2 separate regions of the Gossypium hirsutum genome follow, and region 2 is linked to region 1. The links are chromatin contacts, called in public Hi-C maps. All regions are on one chromosome and are shown on one strand. Each heading gives the region's core, a stretch centred on a gene start, on an enhancer-like site or on the middle of the called end of the contact. The rest is flanking DNA. Distances are from core to core; before and after follow the strand shown. Region 1 holds the start of LOC107938978 (cyclin-dependent kinase inhibitor 3). Region 2 has its middle 4.1 kb from the start of LOC107938976.

Region 1 (3,614 bases), core at 400-2,899:
CATATATTCAGCCTTAACAGAAGACCAAAAAAATATATTTATCACCACAGCCCCTTTACTCAAATGGGGTAGGAAAATAACAAAAACAGATGACCAAATCAAAGGGTAATCCGAAGCACAAATTGGTTCCTCATTGCATCCTTTACCCTTCCTGCAACTACCACGTCTTCAACGGTTCATGAATAATCTTTACTAACCAATTCATCATCTAATACATTCAAAAGCCACGATAATACCAATGTCTTATTGGCGGGTTAATTACTCTTTTAGTCCTTTTTAAAAAGCTTATAACTTAATTTAACTTTTTTAATACAAAATTCATGTTGTAATCCCTCCAAGATTTTTTATTTTATTTTATTTAGGTCCATTAAGAAAATACTATCTTCGACCGTTAATATAATAAGAAATTTTAAAAAAATCCCATTAACATGGTGAGTCCAACAACTACTATGAAAATAAAGTAATAACCAAAAACAAAAGAACTTACATTTGTAGATTGCTTTGAACCTAAAGTTGTTCTTTTCTATACTAAAATACCAACCACAAAACAAGCACTAAAAGGCAAAGAAAAATGTCTTCCCTAGTTGCAAAGTTGGAGCTTTTCATTTTCACATTGAAACCCTACCCGCAAGATTTTTACTTTATGTTCTAAAATAAATATTTTTATTTTATATTTCTATGCATAATTTACTCAAATAAATCCATAAGAAATTATGTCGAAAAATATATAAAATTTGTTATATCATGAGGACATAAGACTACTTATTAAGCATTAATGGTGTAAATCAAATTTAGGGTTTTTTTTGCATGAATAATATGTTTACATGTGGTTAGTGTAAAAATAACAGTGGCGATAGAATTAATTACGGCAATGATATTATAGTGTAAGACAAAAAAAAATAAACATAACACATTAAAAATAAACACTAATTTAAAGACACCCTCGATATAAAATCAACTCACAATGTAAATAATAAGGGAAAGCTTGGGACAAAGAATATATTAGGGGTTCTTTCTCCTTCATCTTCTTCGTCATTATCTCTAGTTCTTGTTTTCTCAATTATAACATCACTGCATTAAATTAATAATCGGAAAGCATTTTGGATTTCAAGTTTCAATACATTAAAGTCACATTCCTCTTGCAAGAACCTTTAAAGTATCCAAGCTCATTTCACCTTCCTCGAATAACATCTTAACAGGTGTAATTGAGCCTCCATTAATTGAATGTATAATTATATTTTTAGGAGCTCTCTAATATAAATAATTTAATTTAATTTTTTTAACCTTTTTTAAATCAACTCTTAAAATTTCAATTTAAATCAATTTTAATTACAAAATTTCCCCTTTGCCTTCAAATTTTTTATTTTATATCAACTTCTATACATAATTTTTTACTTCCCCTTGATTTTCTTAACCCTATCTATAATTCAAAAAAAAATTTGTGTAAACAAAGATACTGATTATGAAAAAAAAAACTATTTAGCATGGATAATCTTTAAAATTCAAAATTTATAATCATCAAATCATACAAATCTATTTAACACTAAAATTTTAATAAATAATGTCATATCTTTTAAAATACCAAAATTAATATTTCCATTTCCAAAAAAAAAAATATAATTATATAAAAGAATATCTGAAAAGGCCAATGGGGCCGCCAGTTTAGCCAATCCAAATACCATTGATTGAGAAAATAAAAATGGCAGCGGCTCTCCCCTAAACCCCCCAAAATCCTAAATATTTTCTCCCTCTCTCTCTCTCTCTCTCTCCTTCTTCCTCCTTTCACTATCAGGCTACAAAAATTTGGTCCCTCCATTTTCCCTCCTCTGTTTAAAGAAGAAAGCCCCCTTTTGCTAACAATCATAAACTGTTTTTTTTTCTCACTGAAAACAGGGCCAAAAAACACAAAAGTGTCTTTGGGGGGGGGTGTAAAGTTTCAATGAAGAAGTCTAAGATAACAGGAGACGTAGCAGTAATGGAAGTTTCTCATCGTTCAACAATGGGGTCTCGAACCAGAGCTGCTAAAACTCTAGCTTTACAAAGGCTTTCAAAAACAACTCAAGTCACCCAAGTTGTTGGTTCGAACCAAGATGTTTCTTCCTTGTCTTATCTTCAACTGAGGAACCGTAGGTTGGAAAAGCTGGCTTCCCCTGTTTCTAGTAAAACGAAACAGAGACAAGAAGAGAAAGAAAGTGGGTTCAGAGAAGAAGAGGAAGGAAAGAATGGTGGAAAGAAAAGTAAAGGGTGTTTTGGGAATAGGGAAATTGTTCTTGAAGTAGGGATTTGTTGTGGAACAGAACAAGCTATGGATTTTGAACTCAGAGACAGGTCTGGTTTTTCTTCTTCTTCTTTAGCCATTAAAAAAAGTTTATTTTTTATTGAAAAACTCCTCATTTTTTTAGCTTACATAAGCTTTCAAAGGTTTTTTTTCCCACTCTGTTGCATAGGATTAGGGCTTTCTCTGTTGTATCGGGTTGCTTCCATTATCATGAAAAAAATTTAGCATATTATTAGCAAAAAAGATTTAAATATTAAATGTTTGTTCTTTGGTTTTTGCTTTTGATTTATGAATTTTTTTTTAATAATTGTTGAGACATTGATAAGTTTTTGATTCTCAATTGAAAAAAAAAAATTAGGTGCGTAGGTTTAGGGTCTAAATGGGAAATTGGTAAGTACATTGTACAAAGAGAAAAAATGAAATGACAAAAAAAATTGGCAATACTAGGCGGCAAGCTGCCATTTTTTGGTAGCTTTATGTTACTCGAACTCTGATCCAAGTGACGTCTTTATATCAAATATTATATCTCATTATTCATATCTAAATATGTGTCGAAAACGAGTAACTTATGTGTTAGATATGGATATATCATATTCACGGGGCCTAGTTTCAGACATGAATGTGGGATTCTCTGTGTAGCAGTAATAAGTGACAAATTGGTCACTGCATTACATGAACATTTTGTTCCATTTTAATTGGAATTTTAGTCTTGGTTTTTGTAATTAAGTGAATTTTAGTTAATTAATGTCTAAAACTTGTACTTCTTTTTCATGCAGGAGCACGAGAGAAAGCACACCGTGTAGCTTAACAAAGGACTTGAACGATGTGCTACAGTCTGTCCCGTCAACGCAAGAAATGGAAGAGTTCGTCGTCTACGCGGAACAACAACAACATCGACGGTTCATGGAGAAGTAAGTGGGTTTCGAAGTTTTCATTTTTCCAATCGTTTTAATCGGCCGAGTCTTACGATATCTTCTTGCAGGTATAACTTTGATATTGTGAATGATTTGCCACTTCAAGGGCGTTATGAATGGGTGAAAATAATCCCATAATCCTCCATTAATGTAAAAAAAGATTGATTTGAGCCTTGACTAAGATTTGTGTAATTTTATAAAATTACACTTAACCCCATTTACATACCTCAAAACATGATAGCCTGGTAGGAATTTGCTGTTTTTTTTTTTTAGTTTCATCATTGTAATGTTAGGACAACATCAATGAATCAATGTTTTCTGGGTTTATTTTCTTTCTTCACTTTTGTCTATATTCTTGTAAGGAAAGGGCTTTTGCCTTGATGATGATTCCTGGAAAATAAATGCGAGTTCATTTGTCATAT
Region 2 (3,614 bases), core at 633-3,132, 43 kb after region 1:
GATTGTTCCAAAGAAAGCATATGTAGCTAATAAGGAATCCGCTTATTAGCATAGTTTCTTAAATAATAAAAAAAATCGCCCCCACTCATCTCCCACATTACTATCGCTACAGCAAGTCAAGCAACAAGAATAATATGTAACAGTAAATCTGAGGAAAAAGGGCTCCCTAGGCAAAATTCACTTGCCTTGAGTCTACACTTTAGAAAATGGGAATTCCCCATGTCACATGCGGGGAATCATTTCCTGGAAACTACAAATGGAGAAGCATATAGCTGTCATTTCTCGTTAAGTTTTATAACTCAAAGTTTATTATTATTATTTTTTATTTTTGTAATTTAAGAAGAAAGAATTATATAATTAAAATTAGAATTGTGATTCCATTCAAATCACGAAAGCTTCATATGATTTACATTGATTTAATTAGTGATTTTTTAATAAATAATTACCTTTATTTTTGTTGGTATTCTTTGTGTCTAATAAAATAATTTTAACTATTTTAACTATTTTTTTAGCCTAAAAATAAATATTTTTTTTAAAAAAATCAAACCTCAACAGTATTTTAAGGTGATCATCCATCGTTGCACCCTTAGCATACCAAACCCCAAATTAAGATAGTTTAGACCAAAATATAATTGAAAAAAAAAAGTTGTGATCATATCTACTTGAACCCTTTAAAACTACCTACAATTGAAAGTCTAAGTTCTATTGCTTATTGGCATATATAGTCTTTTAAATAATAAAAAACTGCCTTTACTCATCTCCCACATTGCTATCGTTACAGCAAGTCAAGCAACGAAAATAGCCGTAATTGAGGAAAATAAGCATCCTACACAAAAGTCACTTCCCTTGAGTTTACACGTTTAGAAAACGGGAATTGCCTACATAATTAAAATCTGTGTTCACCACCAAAACACCCTAACTTTCCTTCTTGTTTCCTGGAAATTCTACCAAAGGAAGAATTGTAATTATTAGTTTTTAACTCAAAGTTTAATATTTTTATTTTTTTATTCACTTCATTTGTATTTTTTTTAAATTATAATTCAAAGCGAAAGAATTGGAGTAGAATAAATTAGAGTTGGGATCGCAAATTTTATTTGGAAATGGGGAATATATATTTTTAGTAGTGAGGATAGCTCAAGGTAAGCTACTTTAAATTAGTGCTTTGATGGTTTTTTCTTTAATTTTATATAAATTAAAATAAAAAAATCCTCATTAATTTTTTTATTTTATAAAAGTGAGAGATTTTAATAATTGCATAACTAAATTAAGACTGTCATAGATTGATGAATGATACTAATTAAATCAAAATTTTAAATAATATAAGTAAATAAAATTAAAATATTACATTTATTAAATATTATATATTTTTTGAAAATGCATGATAAACCATTTTGTTTTAGCTTATTTTTTTTGTTAAAATTTCACACAAGGTAAAATGACTTAGAAGTCTTTAGAAGTCTAATCCCATTCAAATCACAAATATATATTTTCCACATGATTGATTTCATTCGTTAAATTTTCCACATCGGAGAGCTCGTCTCTCTGCTGCAAAGCACCTCATGCACTGGTTTTTGACACTCGTACCAAGACCAGCAGCAATTAGTGCAACTGCGTCACAGAAGCACAAGGCATAGGTGAAAATGAAAATAAAGTCTTCTCCCTCTTATGGAGACAGAAAATTAATGACAACAATTCAGTCTGAAGAGAGCTTGTAGCTAATAAGGTATCTGTTTATAGGCATGGTTTGTTCAATAAAAGAAAATCTCCCCCATGTCGCCCGTTGCTATCGCTAAATCAAGTCCAAGATCAAAGAAGTCCATAGCTTAAAAATATGAGTGTTGTAGGTCAATTTTGGCCCAAATACAACTCAATTACCTAAACCCCTTAAAACCCAATACAAAACAACCCAATATCTAACCCAAACCCGAATGGCCCACTACAACCCAATCCAACCTAATACCCACCCCAATTTCATCAGCCCAACATCATCAAACCCAATCTAAACTAACAGCCCACCTAAACTAACCCACTAACCCTAGCCCACCACCACTAAACATTTTCCAGCAAAGAAAAAACCCTAGCCCCTCTTCAGCCGCATGCTAGGCATGCCTCTGCCCGAGACCTGGCACTGCCCATACCGTCTGACACTCCCACCACTAGCACCGGCCATGCCCTGCAAAAACAACAGACAAGCAAAGCAGAAGCAAGAATAGCAAAAATAATAATAAAGTATGTAACAAAATAGGCTATAAAAGCTTAATAGAAAACTGAAATGAGGGTTCCTTTCCCTTTCTTTCTTTATTCTTTGTAAACATCGAAAGGAATTTATAGACTTCAATAAACTGACAATAGTGGTTGTTCAAACAAACGAGGAGTAAACGAAAAGGTTGCATTTTTTTGCTCTTTATTTCTTTCGATTTTTGCATACATATATATATACACATTTCTTTATTTTTTATTTAATATAAACATAAAATATAGTACAAAAAAAAAGAATACAAAAAAAAAATAAAAAAAAAAGTAGAATTTTTTACCTTTCCGGCCACCTGTACGGTGGCTGGTGCCGGCGCATGCGAAGGTCCGGAGACGGACCGGTGCCCCTTCCCCCCACCGGAAATCGCCCCGTGCTCCCCTCTCCCTCATTTTTTTTTCTTTACCCTCTCCAAATGTTTTTTTTTTCAGATTTTTAGGCTATTTATAGCCCACCAAAACGGCACCGTTTTGGGGCTCAAACTTAGACTAAAAAACGACGTCGTTTTACTTGGCCCGACCCGATTCGACCCAAACCTGCTTCAGGATCCACGTGTTTTCAACTCAATGGGATATTTGTGCAATCGGTCCTTCCGCATTTTTTGTTGTTTAAATCAGGTCTATATTTATTTATAAATCGGCCCTAAGATTTAAACTGATTAGCGATCTAATCCCTGTTAATGTGTTGCGTTTTGATAGAGCGAAAATATTGCTGTTTCAGTCCCCCCATGTTTCATGCATGTTGCAATTCGGTCCCGTGGCTTATTTTATTTCAAATTTCGCCCTAAAAATTTTGTTTTGAGCTCGATTTAGTCCTTTTTGTTAGATTACGGTTTTATTTTCAAATTATTTGTTTTTTATTTTCTGTTAATTATTATTATTAATTATAATTTTTATATTCTTGTTATATTTACTATATTTAATATATGTAGTGGTGTATATTGTATTATGTACATATATGCGTATGTGTTTTATATATATTTATGGAATATTATTATTAGTTATTTTTAATATGTATATTATGTAAATATTTTAATATTGTATTCTATATATTATTTCACATAATATTAAAAACACGTGTTCTCAATATAATCATGTACATTTAAGTGTATACCTATATATTTGGGAAGCACTGTCAATAGTTTTTTTATTATCTTTTTAATATGTATATATTATGTATGTATTTTAATGTCAGTAGTATATACTTATATTATTTCACGTACATATTTTTTTCTATTATCTTATTTATTATTGTTGTTAATCTTAATACATGTTTTTATATATATATGTGCATATATCTCTAGTATATATAAGTATACATTTATGTAATATTTCAATAGGTTTTATTCCCAATATGTATGTAT

Evidence for each region. A called contact is a pair of places that touch in the nucleus more often than the background predicts.
Region 2: a contact with region 1 is called in a Hi-C map of leaf, with 2.1 times the contacts expected there. The contact joins the enhancer-like site here to the promoter of LOC107938978 in region 1. A contact is called at or near these places in 13 of 34 Hi-C or Micro-C datasets (anther, callus, fibers and 3 more).

What each region holds. Positions count from the first base shown.
Region 1 is chrA08:120,329,425-120,333,038 of Gossypium_hirsutum_v2.1, forward strand. LOC107938978 (cyclin-dependent kinase inhibitor 3) reads left to right here and starts at 1,650. Exons shown (of 3, transcript XM_016872256.2): 1 at 1,650-2,328; 2 at 3,055-3,189; 3 at 3,261-3,519. The coding sequence starts at 1,940. The coding sequence ends at 3,330.
Region 2 is chrA08:120,372,024-120,375,637 of Gossypium_hirsutum_v2.1, forward strand. No RefSeq gene overlaps it. Among protein-coding and RNA genes, the nearest start is that of LOC107938976, 4.1 kb to the left of the region's middle. Within about 2 kb of position 1,883, at least 3 of the 9 cell types and tissues checked have an H3K27ac peak or open chromatin away from gene starts, as enhancers often do. A contact at or near this core is called in leaf, where this site is marked.